2 separate regions of the Sus scrofa genome follow, and region 2 is linked to region 1. A link is a contact called in public Hi-C data. All regions are on one chromosome and are shown on one strand. Each heading gives the region's core, a stretch centred on a gene start, on an enhancer-like site or on the middle of the called end of the contact. The rest is flanking DNA. Distances are from core to core; before and after follow the strand shown. Region 1 holds the start of TSC22D3 (TSC22 domain family protein 3). Region 2 holds the start of PSMD10 (26S proteasome non-ATPase regulatory subunit 10).

The links. Hi-C and Micro-C count contacts between places; a contact is called where the count stands out from the background.
Region 2: a Hi-C map of liver shows a contact between it and region 1, with 5 times the contacts expected there. The contact joins the promoter of PSMD10 here to the promoter of TSC22D3 in region 1. A contact is called at or near these places in 1 of 5 promoter capture datasets (fetal skeletal muscle), 2 of 47 Hi-C or Micro-C datasets (heart right ventricle and liver) and 1 of 2 datasets of contacts at active chromatin or transcription factors (alveolar macrophages).

The regions. Positions count from the first base shown.
Region 1 is chrX:88,230,979-88,237,242 of Sscrofa11.1, forward strand. TSC22D3 (TSC22 domain family protein 3) reads right to left here and starts at 2,605. Exons shown (of 4, transcript XM_021080824.1): 1 at 2,294-2,605; 2 at 1,604-2,029. The coding sequence starts at 1,923.
Region 2 is chrX:88,546,607-88,553,049 of Sscrofa11.1, forward strand. PSMD10 (26S proteasome non-ATPase regulatory subunit 10) reads right to left here and starts at 1,987. Exons shown (of 5, transcript XM_001926907.5): 1 at 1,802-1,987. The coding sequence starts at 1,915. It overlaps ATG4A (cysteine protease ATG4A), which reads left to right. Exons shown (of 14, transcript XM_021079700.1): 2 at 2,049-2,225.

The sequences.
Region 1 (6,264 bases), core at 1,355-3,854:
GCGGGATTCTCAGGAGCCTGGAAGGGCTTCCCTATCGGCAGGGCTGCATCGGGCCGTGGTCTGAATACACTTGCAGTCATCTTTTACCAGAAATGAAGATTCCCTTGAAACCTGTTCCATTCACGGCCTGGTCTCTTGGAGACAATGAGATAAACTGATGCCTAAAGTGAAATAATAGCTGAGAAAGGGCTTTGATGGCGTGCAAAATGCTGGAAAACACTACTTGTTATGATAATGCTAACAAAGTGGGCAGTCCTGCTTGTCCCCTTCCTGGAACCTCTGGGGCTGGGGAGGTAAACCTGGAGGAAGGTAGCTCCTGCCTAGCTTGATAACTTTTAAAACGTCCTCTTGGTGTCTCACTGAAAACCCATCCAATTCTTCAAATATTCTATGGGAGCTCAAAATTTCTTCTATCCTAGTCTGAGCATATCACCTGCCCACGATCTGGAATCTCAGACCCAGAAGGAAACTTTTAGAGACCAGAGAGGTCAAGCGATTTACTCAGGCTCACACAGGGAAGTAGAGCCCTACAACCCAGATCTCCCACAGTGGGTGTCTCTTTCTCTTACATAACCTGAGATGTTGAGAAAGAATAAAACCCACCCACACGCGGGCACAAATACACACATATACACACACACACACCAGCGCCGTCTCTGTGGCTCTAAGAACATCCAACTCAAGACTAGGTTTCCCGAGGTTGCCTCCCCTGCCTCAAAATTGCCTCCATTGTTCCCCCTGCCCTCGGGGTCTGGTAAGACCGGCCCTCACCAGAGTGTCTCAGACTGGAGGACAGCAGACGCATTGGGTCTTCCCATTGTGTTTCTCCCCTCCCTTCCCTTCCTCGTCCTTCAGCCCGATTTCTAGAAAGTCTGACCCGCACTCCAACCCACGCCTGCAACCCACACGGATTCATTCGCCCTCAGGTCCTAGAATGCTCTTCGGGGCTGCTTTTAGCCCTCGCTGGCTCGAAAGTGAAGGCTGGGACCCATGGAGGAGGCGAGGGTCCCACCACCTAGAGTTTCGAGAAATTCTCACAGGTCTCTAATTTTTTCTTATTCCCCACTCTGCCCCACACCACCAGCAGCTTAATTTGTCTGGACATTCTGCTTGCCCTCACCGGAGGCAGTTGGGGCCACTCAGGAAATTTAAAAACCCTTGCAGTTTCCATCCGAGTTTGCATATTTAGAAAAAGGCTTTTGAGAAGGGGGGAACTCGGGATCCCAAGGGCATCCACCTCGGAATCTGCAAAGTGGCTGTAGAAATGTGGGCACTGGGGGGAGAAAGTGCTGCCAGCTCCCCCCAAACCGTCTCGGGCTCTGTCCACCTTCTGGGCGCCAGCATCTCCCTAGGAGGGCTTCTTGCAGGCACCTTTCAAAAACAGCATCCGCCAGGCCTCCCCTCAGGGGCACAGGAATCCAGGTGGCCAGCCTCGGGGTCGGGTCGGCCACCGCAGCCCGGGTGAACCTGACCTCCCCAGCCCACCCCCCCCGGACTTCGTGGTGGCCCCTTTTGTGCGAGCGGAGGATCCAGCAGAGGCCGGTGCGAGCCGGGACCGTGTGCCGCCGCCGCCCCCCCCCACGCCGTGTGCCCCGCCACCCACCTGTGGAAGAAGAGCAGGATGGAGAGCATGGTCTGGTCGATGTTGCGGTTGCAGATGCCCTCGTTGATCAGGTAGCAGGGGTCCCGCAGCACGGGCTCTAGCGAATCCTGCCGCATTATGCTGTTGAGCTTGTCGGTGTTGAGGTTCTCGAAAATCAGCTTCTCCTGCAGCTGCCGAAAGTTGCTCACGGTGGGGCTGCCCGGGTTGTTGTTGTCCCCGCTGCTGTCGCGCTGGAGCCCGCTCCGGTGGGCCAGGTCCAGGCAGCAGTTGCAGCAGTCGAGGCCGACAGGTGAGCGGCAGTCGGTCTTGGGCTGGGCCATCTTCTCCGCCTCAGGGGCCGCCTGGCCCGCGCGGTCAGGGGCGGCCGGCAGGTGCGCGCCCGCCGGGCCGGCCTGAGGGGACTCCAGGGTGTCTGGGAAAGACAAGCTGTGAGGAGAAGAGTTGTCAATTAGCGCCGAAAGCCGGCCACCCTCGGCTCGGCCCCCTTCTGGCTGCGCCGGCCGCTCGGGGTGCGAATAGAAACAGCTGGACAAACAGCTCTGAGCGGATCCTTCGGGCTCACTTCCTCCTCTTCCTCCTCCTCTCCCCCCTCCTCCTCCTCCCGAGGCCGGGGCCGCCCCCCCTGAGGTGCCACACGCGGCCCCTGCGCCGTCCCAAGTTTCCCAAGTGTGAGCGGGGCCCGGGGCGGACCTGTGGCAGCAGGAAGGGCGGGCGGCGGGGCAGAGGGAGAGCCGGGGCGCGCCCTCGCTCCCTCCCTCCCGGGCTCCCTCCCTCCCTCCCTCCCTCGCCGCCGGTTCGCTGGCTCGCCCGCTCTCGGGCTCCCCGGGGCTGCGCCGGCGGAGCGGTGGCAGGAGCCGAGCGCGACTGACTGAGCGAGCGAGCGAGCGAGCCGCGCGCCCGGGAGTCGGCGCGGGGCTTGTGACAGCATGCAAATGACCCCCGGTGGGCCGGCGGACCACGCGGGTCCGCCGCTTCCCCGGCGCGCGCCCCGGAGCCGGCGCGGTCCTGCCCCCACGCCGCCCCGCCCCCGCCCTCCGCTCCCGCACGGCCGCTCGCACCCTCGCCCGCGCGCCCGGGAGCCCCGCTCGGCTCCCCCTCCCTGCGCGCGCCGCGCAGCTCCCCGGCTCGGGCTCTCGCGCCGCGGCGGGCGCATCCTCGGCCAGAGATTCCCCGGGAGCCGGGAGCCGGGAGCCGGGAGCCGCGCCACCGGGGGGTTCGAGCTCGGCGGGCGGGCCGAGTTGCCTCGTCCCGCCGCGGCCGGGGCCCTCTGCCGCAGAGACGCCGCCTTCTTCGAGAAGCGGGGTCGGGGGCGGGTGGGGTGCCGAGAGAGCGGCGGCCTCGGCCCGGAGCCTGAGGGCGTCCGGCACGCGTCGGCAGGTCCCCAGACGGGCCTGAGACGAAAGTCACAGAAGCCGGCTCAACCGCTCCCCGGTTTTTGTCCCTGCCTCCTCCCTTCACTCATCTCCCCCTTTCCGCCCCCTTTGCTCGCTCTTCTCTTCCCCGAACCCCATCCGAGACATCAACGTCCCGGCTTCCGGCAGTGCCAGCCCCTTAGCAGGCTTCTGCCGCCCGCTGCCCCCCGCCCCCGCTCCCTCTCTTATCTCCATTTTCGCCCCCCGCTCCCCCCATCTTCCTTCTTTTTGCCCTTCTCCATTCTTCCTCTCATTTATTTTCCTTGTCTCCTCTTTCTTGACTCATTTCTGGTCTTGCCTTTCTTTCTCGCCCCCGTCTTATTATTTTTTTTCTCCTTTTCTCTATGTCCTCGTTCACCCTACCCCCAAGTCCTCTTACCCCCCTCGGTTTCTTTCTTCCCCCTTCCTTTCCCGCATGTGATTGCCCCTCTCGCTGACGCACCCCTCTTTCGCCTCAGTTTTGTCCCTTCCTCCCCACTTCACTCAGCTTCCCCCATCTTTCCAAACTTGCGCTCCCCTCTCTTTTCTGATCCCCCACCCGCCTTAGGTGATCTCTGTCCTTACCCTTTCCAGAGGTGGGGTGATTGGATGTTTTGGGGCACTGGGGGGGATGTCCTGACGCTCTTGGCTCTGAGGAGAAGGTGAGTCTGAAGCGGAGCTGAGGTGAAAGGGCAGGTTTGTGGAGAGCACGGCAGGTTGCTGCTGTGGGTCAAACCCCAGCTTTGTGAGAGCTGGGGATGTGCGGGGTTGATAAGTGGTAGGGTTCCCGCATGTCTCAGGACTTGGAGACTTAGAATACTTTGAATGCGTAGAATTCAGTAATTACTGCCTCCTGAAAAAAATTCAAAATATTCATGGTGTTCAGCTTTCACTGAAAACTCAGACGGATTTCAGTTGCAGCCAATACTCCCCACCCCCCCATCAGCTCGCTTCTTTCACCCGCCCAGGGCGCTGGCAATAGAGCAGTATATACTGCCATCTTGTGGTCAAAACGTGGAACGTTTCCTGCCGGAGTCAGATCTTGCAGAGACGCCTTCGGTGCCCCCTAGTGGAATTGACCCCGCACTGGTCCCGAGAGTAGGAGGAAAGAGGAGGCAGAGGGTCCACACCAAAAGGGCTCCTTGGCCAAGCAGTGCGCCTGGACCCCAGTCAGGGCAGAGCCACCCTTTCTAGTGGAGCTCCACCTGCCTGAGTCCCTACCGATCTGGCTTTCCTAGATTTGGCACACGCTCCCTCCGTGTTCCACAAGCATCACCTCCGTGATTAGGAGCAAAGGGCAGCCAACAATTTCTTGTTTCCAAGGCTCTGTGGCTCTTACGTGGGGCCCGGCCATTTCCCGAAAAGGACAGAGGGCCGTATACTCTCTGCTGTAGGCCCCGGAAAACTAAAAACAAGCTGTATCCCTGGCCCCTGACAGGAAACCAAGATCAGACGTGAAAGAGGCGTTGGAAGGTCACTGACCAGACCAGCAAAGCTGAGAGTATGGTCCCTGTGTTCTCACCGACTGCAGAAGATTCTGCTGGTTCTCTTAAACCCCGGTCCCTTAGATGCGTTATTTTCCCCTTTTCTTCTTCATTGTCTTTTTTTTTTTTTTTTAATGTTCTTGGGTAAAAGCCAGAGGAGGTAGTAGAATATGAAATTTAATATGCATTGTGTAGACTTATAGCCTGCTGAATTGTTTTTTAATTACAGTGTTGATGATTTTCCCTCTTGTTTATAATTATTTTATGTTAAACATTATAACAAAATATATTAGCTCCATAAATGTTTATTTAAGTTGTGTTTTGAGAACTGCTGGGGCCTTTTGCTTCTACACTTGCCCCGAATCCTCTTATCTCTGTGCATAACCTTGGGAGGAAGCCCTGGTGGAAGGATTTCCTTCTTGGCATGTGGCACCTTTAAACTCCAGATTTTGTTCCCTCCACCTTTCCCTTGTTGGAGTCCTTGCTCACAAGCAGCATTGTTAATAATTCAGTGCAGCTCTGCATACTATCTCCAAGCTGATCAAGAGCAAATATAACTTAGAGAGGGACAATCTAGATAGTTCAGAGACGGAGTTCAGAAAGCTGTTGTGTGTTTGCATTTACAAGTCCTGCTTGTATTGACTTCTACCTCCCGAGGAAGGCGGACTGGGCAGGGCCTCCTTGGCTCCTCTCTGTGAAGCTTTGCTCCCATGTATTGTGTTGGATGGAGAGACTCCAAGTAGCACAAAGTTCTTGTATAAACCCAGGGAGTAGAGGGGGGCCCCACTTCCAGACAGAGCTGGTGGCTTTCTGGGTGGAGGAGAAAGGGGAAAAAGGGGGATACCGCTTTCTCAGATGGAATCATCGACAGTCAGGCACTCGCCACTTGCCCTGTGCCAAGTGCAAGGGTTAGTGGAGATTCAGAGGTAAATCAGCACAAGCCCCCAAAGAACTCATGGTCTATTTGGCAACACAGATATGTAAACAGACAAAAGCAACAGAAACAGGAAGTGATGATGGAGGCCCAGGGGGGTGTTTGGGTGGGGGAGCACTGCTGGGTGAGTGTGAAGGGGCGGTCAGCTCCAGAAGGAGGGAAGAGCAATCTACTCCTCGAAGAGAGGAAAGAACAGAGGCCTGGAGGTGAGAACAGTGTGTATGCTGGGGCCTAAGCATTGATTACAAAGCAGGTCAGTGTTACTGGAGAATAAGATGTGAGAGAGGGGAGTTCCTGCCGTGGCTCAGGGGTTAACGAACCCGACTAGCATCCATGAGGTTGCAGGTTCAATCCCTGGCCTCGCTCAGTGAGCGAAGGATCCGGCGTCGCCGTGAGCTGTGGTGTAGATCGCAGACACAGCTCAGATCCTGCGTTGCTGTGGCTCTGGCGTAGGCCGGCAACTACAGCTCTGATTCGACCCCTAGCCTGGGAACCTCCATATGCCGCCAGTGAGGCCCTAAAAGACAAAAAAATAAAAAAAAAATAAAAATATGAGCGAGGGAACAGTGAGAGTCAAGCTTGGAAAGGCATTTGGGACCAGGTCTCTGGGGATCTCGTGTGAAACATTAAGGAAATCCTCCCACTTCACGAGTTTGCTACACATTTAGCAATTATTAAGAAAAAGAATAAATACCATTTATTGAGGTCATGCAGTATGCTGGGCACTTTACACATATCATCTCACTGAATCCTCACGACAATCCTATAAAGTAGGCACTATGCGTCCACTGAAGAGATGGGTTTGGGAAAGTTAACCAAGCTCTCATGTCACAGTAGAAGTAAGTAATAGCA
Region 2 (6,443 bases), core at 737-3,236, 320 kb after region 1:
TTTTCTTTCTCAAAGGGAACTTTTTTTTTTTCAGTTGACTGCTGTATTTCTTAGCCCTATGTAATAGAAAAAGGTATTTTAAACTTTATCACGAAAATTTCAAACTGGGAGTTCCCACGGTGGCACAGCGATAACAAACCCAACTAGCATCCTTGAGGACACGGGTTCGATCCCTGGCCTCGCTCAGTGGGTTAAGGATCCAGCGTTGCCGTGAGCTGTGGTGTAGGTCACAGACGTGGCTCGGATCCTGTGTTGCTGTGGCTGTGGTGTAGGCCGGCAGCTGTATCTCTGATTCCACCCCTAGCCCGGGAACTTCCATATGCCGCGGGTGCAGCCCTAAAAAGATGAAAAAAAATTTCAAACTGATATAAAAATAGAGGGAATATAATACAAAACTCATGTGCCTATCACCTATATTTTATATTTTGCCATATTTGCATCATCTGCTTTTTTCCCTGGTGCGATTTTTAAAAACAAATCTTAAATATGACTTTTCATCTCTAAAGATGTATCTAAAAAAAAGACACTTTACTACATAGCTATTATACCTATTAAAATGAACAGTAACTCCTTTATAACACCAAATACCCAGTCTTTATTCAGATTTCCCCAACTCTCCTGCAGCTGGCTTTGTTTCAGTCATGATCCATACATGGTCCTTAAGTTGCAACTGTTTGTTGTGTTTCTTGTCTTTTGATCTTGAATAGTTTCTCCCATTTTTATGCCATTCATTTGATGAAGAATGGTTAGAAATATTATTAAATCTTAACTTAATATTGTTAAATTAAATCGAAAGTATTAAATATTACCAGACCAAAACGATGGTAAACTAGGCAAAGGCATTTTCAGGTTGAGCAATAAAGGAAAGTTCCAGAAAAAAGTCTTCTGATTTCTAACTCTCTTTCCAAAGACACAAAATGGAGATTTGTAAGTACGTGCTTAGCACGATACCTGTCCTATAGGAGGCAATCTATAAATATTTGTTGGTTTGCTGAGGGCACCGTGAATCTTGAAGTATGTGGGTCCTTTAAGCAGGTGGGCAGAAACAAACACTTCCCAAGGTCCACTCCCGTTCCACCTCTGCCTAGAATGTCCGTTCATCCGCGGGGAAATCTCACTCATCCTTCCAAAATAAAACCAACCTTCCCTCCTTTGCAAAGCCTTTTCAGTTACGACAACATTTGGCTTTTCTAATCGAGATTAAATCAGGTCCTTCTATGACAGGTGCTTCTGAAAGCACCACGTCAACTTCCCTCCCGGGTATTTACCACTATCTATGATTGGATATGATTGGGGATTATTTTATTAACGTCTGCCCCTTCCATTCGACTGTATCCCCAGCTCCCAGCAAACTGCCAGGCACAGAAGAGGAGTTCAGTTACAAGTGTTCCATTGAGTAAAATCACCAATGAATGCAAGGAAACACGTTTCAAAACACCAAAAACTTTCCTTCTCACGGATAACTCAAAGATGGGGCATTTTTGAGAAACGCGCTAAACGTTCTAGAAATATCCAATATGCAGCAAGCTAAGTACTGGGGGGAAAAAAAAACCCGCAAACAAACAGAAAAACAGTGACGGTCTGCAGGGCTAGCTCCGGCCGCCTGATCTCAAGGCCTGAGATGACCCTGGGGTAAGGATGGGGCGGCGGGGGAGGGGATCTAGCCTTCTCGGAACCGGCCTCCCCCTGGGATGGGATGGGCTGGGCTGGGCTGGGCCGGGCAGCCACGTTGGGCTCCGCGGCCACGTTGGGCTCCGCAGCCACCGCCGCCGCCTGCGGAGAGGCCCCAGCGCTGTTTTACCTGGTCAGTCCTAGTGGCAAGGGATTTATCGGCCAGGATCCTCTCCTTCAACTCTTCCAGCTTTCCGCTGTAGGCCAGGTTGCAGACCATTAGGTTAGACACACACCCCTCCATTTCGCTTTCCCAGGATCTCGGTGAAGCCAGACCAAAGACCGCCTCACGTCGCCGGCTCCCACTGCCAATCAAAAAAGCCAGTAGAATCCACCAATCACCGATCTCCCTCGTTCCTTTGCTTCTTTTCCCATAGCAGGGCGCCTCTGGGAGTTGAAGTTCGAGCGCAGTTCCGGGAGGGGAGGCGCCTTTCCCGCTCTCTCCAACTCGGCCCCTAGCACCGCGGAACTACGAGTCCCAGGGTCCCTTGCGGCCGCCGTAGTCAAGTGGCCGGTGGAATTGGCCCAGGATGACAGCTGGAGAATGGAGTCAGGTACGGGGAGCGGCTTCTTGTGGAACTGGGGTGGGTGGTCGCAGTTGAGGCATTGAGTCGGTGACGCCAAATGGGTGCGGAATCACGGTGAGAGGGTTATGGGAGCCTAAAAGTCCTGTCCCTCGGGGGCCCTGACTTGCAGTGGTAAGCGGAAGGGAAAACGGTAGTAACTGAACACTACCTTCAGAACTCGAACCGGTGCCTGTGGCCACCTTACCCCTCGCTGCTGCCACCGCCAAAGGAATGGAATTAATTAGGGGTCAGTTATTCTGACATCTCGGCGGAGTGGCATTAGGGCAAAATTCAGTAACAGTAGTGAGAGCATATGACACCGTAGTAAGGTGATGTGCCAGGGTGATGCCAAAGGCAGGGTGTGATGCCATAGGAGCCACTTGATATCTGAGAGATCTCGGTGAGTTCATGGCCTGGTGACATCACAACTTGATGAGGGTCATCTTGACACTGTGGTATGGTGTTGGCTCTTTAATATCATGATAGTGAAGATGACACTGAGGCTTTACTAGAACTATTAAACTAATAGTGTTTCTATTTATAGAAATCCTAAATAGTGCCATAGCAGAAGAGATGCAAGGCTTATCCTTTATAGGACATATCCAGAAGGACATCATGCCAAAACCAGGTAATAATAAGAATACACTCGGAGTTCCTGTCGTGGCGCAGCGGAAACGAATCCGACTAGGAACCATGAGGTTGCAGGTTCGATCCTTGGCATCGCTCAGTGGGTTAAGGATCCGACGTTGCCCTGAGCTGTGGTAGAGGCTGCAGACGCGGCTCGAATCTGGCATTGCTGTTGCTGTGGCTGTGGGGTAGGCCGGCAGCTGTAGCTCTGTTTCGACCCCTAGCCTGGGACCTCCTGGGACCTCCATATGCTGTGGGTGCGGCCCTGAAAAGACAAAAAGACAAAAAAAAAAAAAAAAAAAGAATGCACTCAAGAAAGAGACTGCTTACGTTTATATTTACCCTGCTGTGGTGTAGAATGTGGTTCTATAAAGAGCCAGATAATAAATATTTTAGACTTTGTGGACCAAAAGGCAAAATTGTGGATAATTTGTAGGTACCTATATGACAAGAGAGAAAACAAATTTCAACAAATGTTTATTGATGAAATTCAAAATATAATAATAATTGAGTACTTTTTGGTAATATGAGACTACTGATGAGAATAATGGAATTCTTTTTTGGAGGGATGACATTTTGTTTATTTGAGGCTAGTAGTCAGTGTTGCCTATCATCAAAATTGTTTCAAATGTGCATCTGTTAATGCTGATCTGTGATGAGATTTTATCTATTATGCCATTTTATCTTTGTGTCTTTTCACATAGATAGGTACTGCCAAATATCAATGTGACTCCACAAACATAGTCTTATAGTCTTATTTTTTATTTAAATACATTTTACATTCTTTTTTTTTTAATGGCTGCGCCTGTGGCATATGCAGGTTCCTGGGCCAGGGGTTGATTCTGAGCTGCTGGGCAGCTGTGGCAACTCTGGGTCTTTAACCTATTGTGTCGGGCTGGGTATTGAACCTGCAGCTCTGCAATGACCCAAGCCACTGCACTTGGATTCTTAACCCACTGTGCCACAGCAGGAATGCCTACATTCTTTTTTTTTAAATATATTATCTTCCATCACGGTCTATCCCAGGAGATTAGATATACGTCCCTGTGCTGTACAGTAGGACCTCATTGCTTGTCTATTCTGAATGCAATAGTTTGCATCTACCAACCCCAAACTCCCAGTCCATCCCACCCCCTTCCCCTCCCCCTTGGCAACCATAAGTCTGTTCTTAATGTCTGTGTCTGTTTCTGTTTTATAGACAGGTTCATTTGTGCCATATTTTAGATTCCACATATAAGTGATGTCATATAGTATTTGTCCTTCTCTTTCTGACTTACTTCACTTAGTATGATAATCGCTAGTTGCATCCATGTTATTGTGCAAATGGCATTATTTCATTCTTTTTTATGGCTGAGTAGTATTCCATTGTGTATATGTACCATTTCTTCTTAATATATTCATCTGTCGATGGACATTTAGGTTGTTCCATGTCTTAGCTATTGTGTGTAGTTCTTGGCTATTGTTCATAGTGCTGCAGTGAACATAGGGGTGCGTGTATCTTTTTTTTTTTTTTTTGTCTTTTTAGGGCCAAAACCACGGCACATGGAAGTTCCCAGGCTAGGAGTCTAATCGGAGCTGTAGCTGCTGGCCTACACCACAACCACAGCAGTGTGGGATCCAAGCCACATCTGTGACCTACACGACAGCTCATGGCATCACCAGATCTTTATTTCACTGAGCGAGGCCAGTGATTGAACCTGCATCCTCATGGGTACTTGTGGATTTACAATGTTAATTTCTGCTGTACAGCAAAGTGACCCAGTCATACGTGTGTGTGTGTGTGTGTGTGTGTGTGTGTACATACACACATTTTTTTTTCTCTGCATGTATTTTTTTTTTTTTTTTGTCTCTTAGGGCCACACACATGGCACATGGTGGCTCCCAGGCTAGGGGTCTAATCGGAGCTGTTGCTGCTGGCCTACACCACAGCCACAGCAATGCAGGATCCGAGCTGCATCTGTGACCTACACCAGAGCTCATGGCAATGCTGGATCCTTAACCCACTGAGCAAGGCCAGGGATTGAACCTGCATCCTCATGGATGCTAGGCAGAATTATTTCCACTGAGCCATGATGGGAACTCCTGCATGTATCTTTTTGAACTATAGTTTTGTCTAGATATATGCCCAGGGGTGGAATTGCTGGATAAGATAGTTCTATATTTTGTTTTAGAGGAACCTCCATACTGTTTTCCATAATGGTTGTACCAATTTAAGTACATTTTAAATTTCAGAATAACTTTAGATTTATGGAAAAGTTGCAAAGGCAGTACAGAGTTTGTGTACTTCTCATCCAGTTTCCCCTACTGTTCCCTTCCTATTTTAACAGTTTTTTGAGTGGTGTGTGTGTGTGTGTGTGTGTGTGTGTGTGTGTGTGTGTATGTGTATTTTTTTTTCCACACTGGCAATGGGCAGAAGTTCTTAGGCCAGGGATCAAACCCGAGCCACAGCAGTGAAAATGCCAAATCCTTAACCACTAGGCCACCAAGGACCTCTGGGTTATAAAATTCTCTCATTTCAAGTGTATAGTTAAATATTTTTAGTAACTTTACTGAGTGGTGCACCCATCATCATAATCAATTTTATAACATCTTCACTTCCCCCAAAGGATCCCTCATTCACTTTTATTTATAGTGAATCCTTGTTCCCACTCCTAGCCCCAGGTGACCACTGATCTAATTTGTCTCTATAAATTTGCTTGTTTTGGGCATTTCATCTAAATTAAATCAAACAACAAGTGATCTAGAGTTCCCACTGTGGTGCAGTGGGTTAAGAACCTGACGGCAGTGGCTCGAGTCACTGCAGAGGCATGGATTCTATCCCTGGCCCAGTGCAGTGGGTTAAAGGATCTGGTGTTGCCACAGCTGTGATGCCACAGCTGCAGCTCAGATTCAGTCGCTGGCCCAGGAACTTCCATATGCTGTGGGTGCAGCCATTAAAAAAAAAAAGTGGGAGTTCCCGTCGTGGCGCAGTGGTTAACGAATCCGACTAGGAACCATGAGGTTGCGGGTTCGGTCCCTGCCCTTGCTCAGTGGGTTAACGATCCGGCGTTGCCGTGAGCTCTGGTGTAGGTTGCAGACGCGGCTCGGATCCCGCGTTGCTGTGGCTCTGGCGTAGGCCGGTGGCTACAGCTCCGATTCAACCCCTGGCCTGGGAACCTCCATATGCCGCGGGAGCGGCCCAAGAAATAGCAACAACAACAACAAAAGACAAAAAAAAGTGGTCTTTTGTGCCTGGCTTATTTCCCTTAGCAAAATATTTTTGAGATTCATCCATATTGTAGCATGTATCAGTACTTCATTAATTTTTTTTGCCAAATAGTATTCCATTATATGAATATAACAGATTTTGTTTGTCTACTCACTAGTTGGTAGACATGTGGGTTGTTTCTAGTTTGGGGATATTATGAATAATGCTGCTAAGGACATTAGCGTGTGAGTCTTTGTGTGGATATATGTTCTTGTTTTTTGTTTTTGTCTTTTTAGGGCTGCACCTGCAACATATGGAAGTTCCCAGGCTAGGGGTCATATCAGAGCTACAGCTGCCGGCCTACATCACAGCCACAGCAACTCGGTATCCAA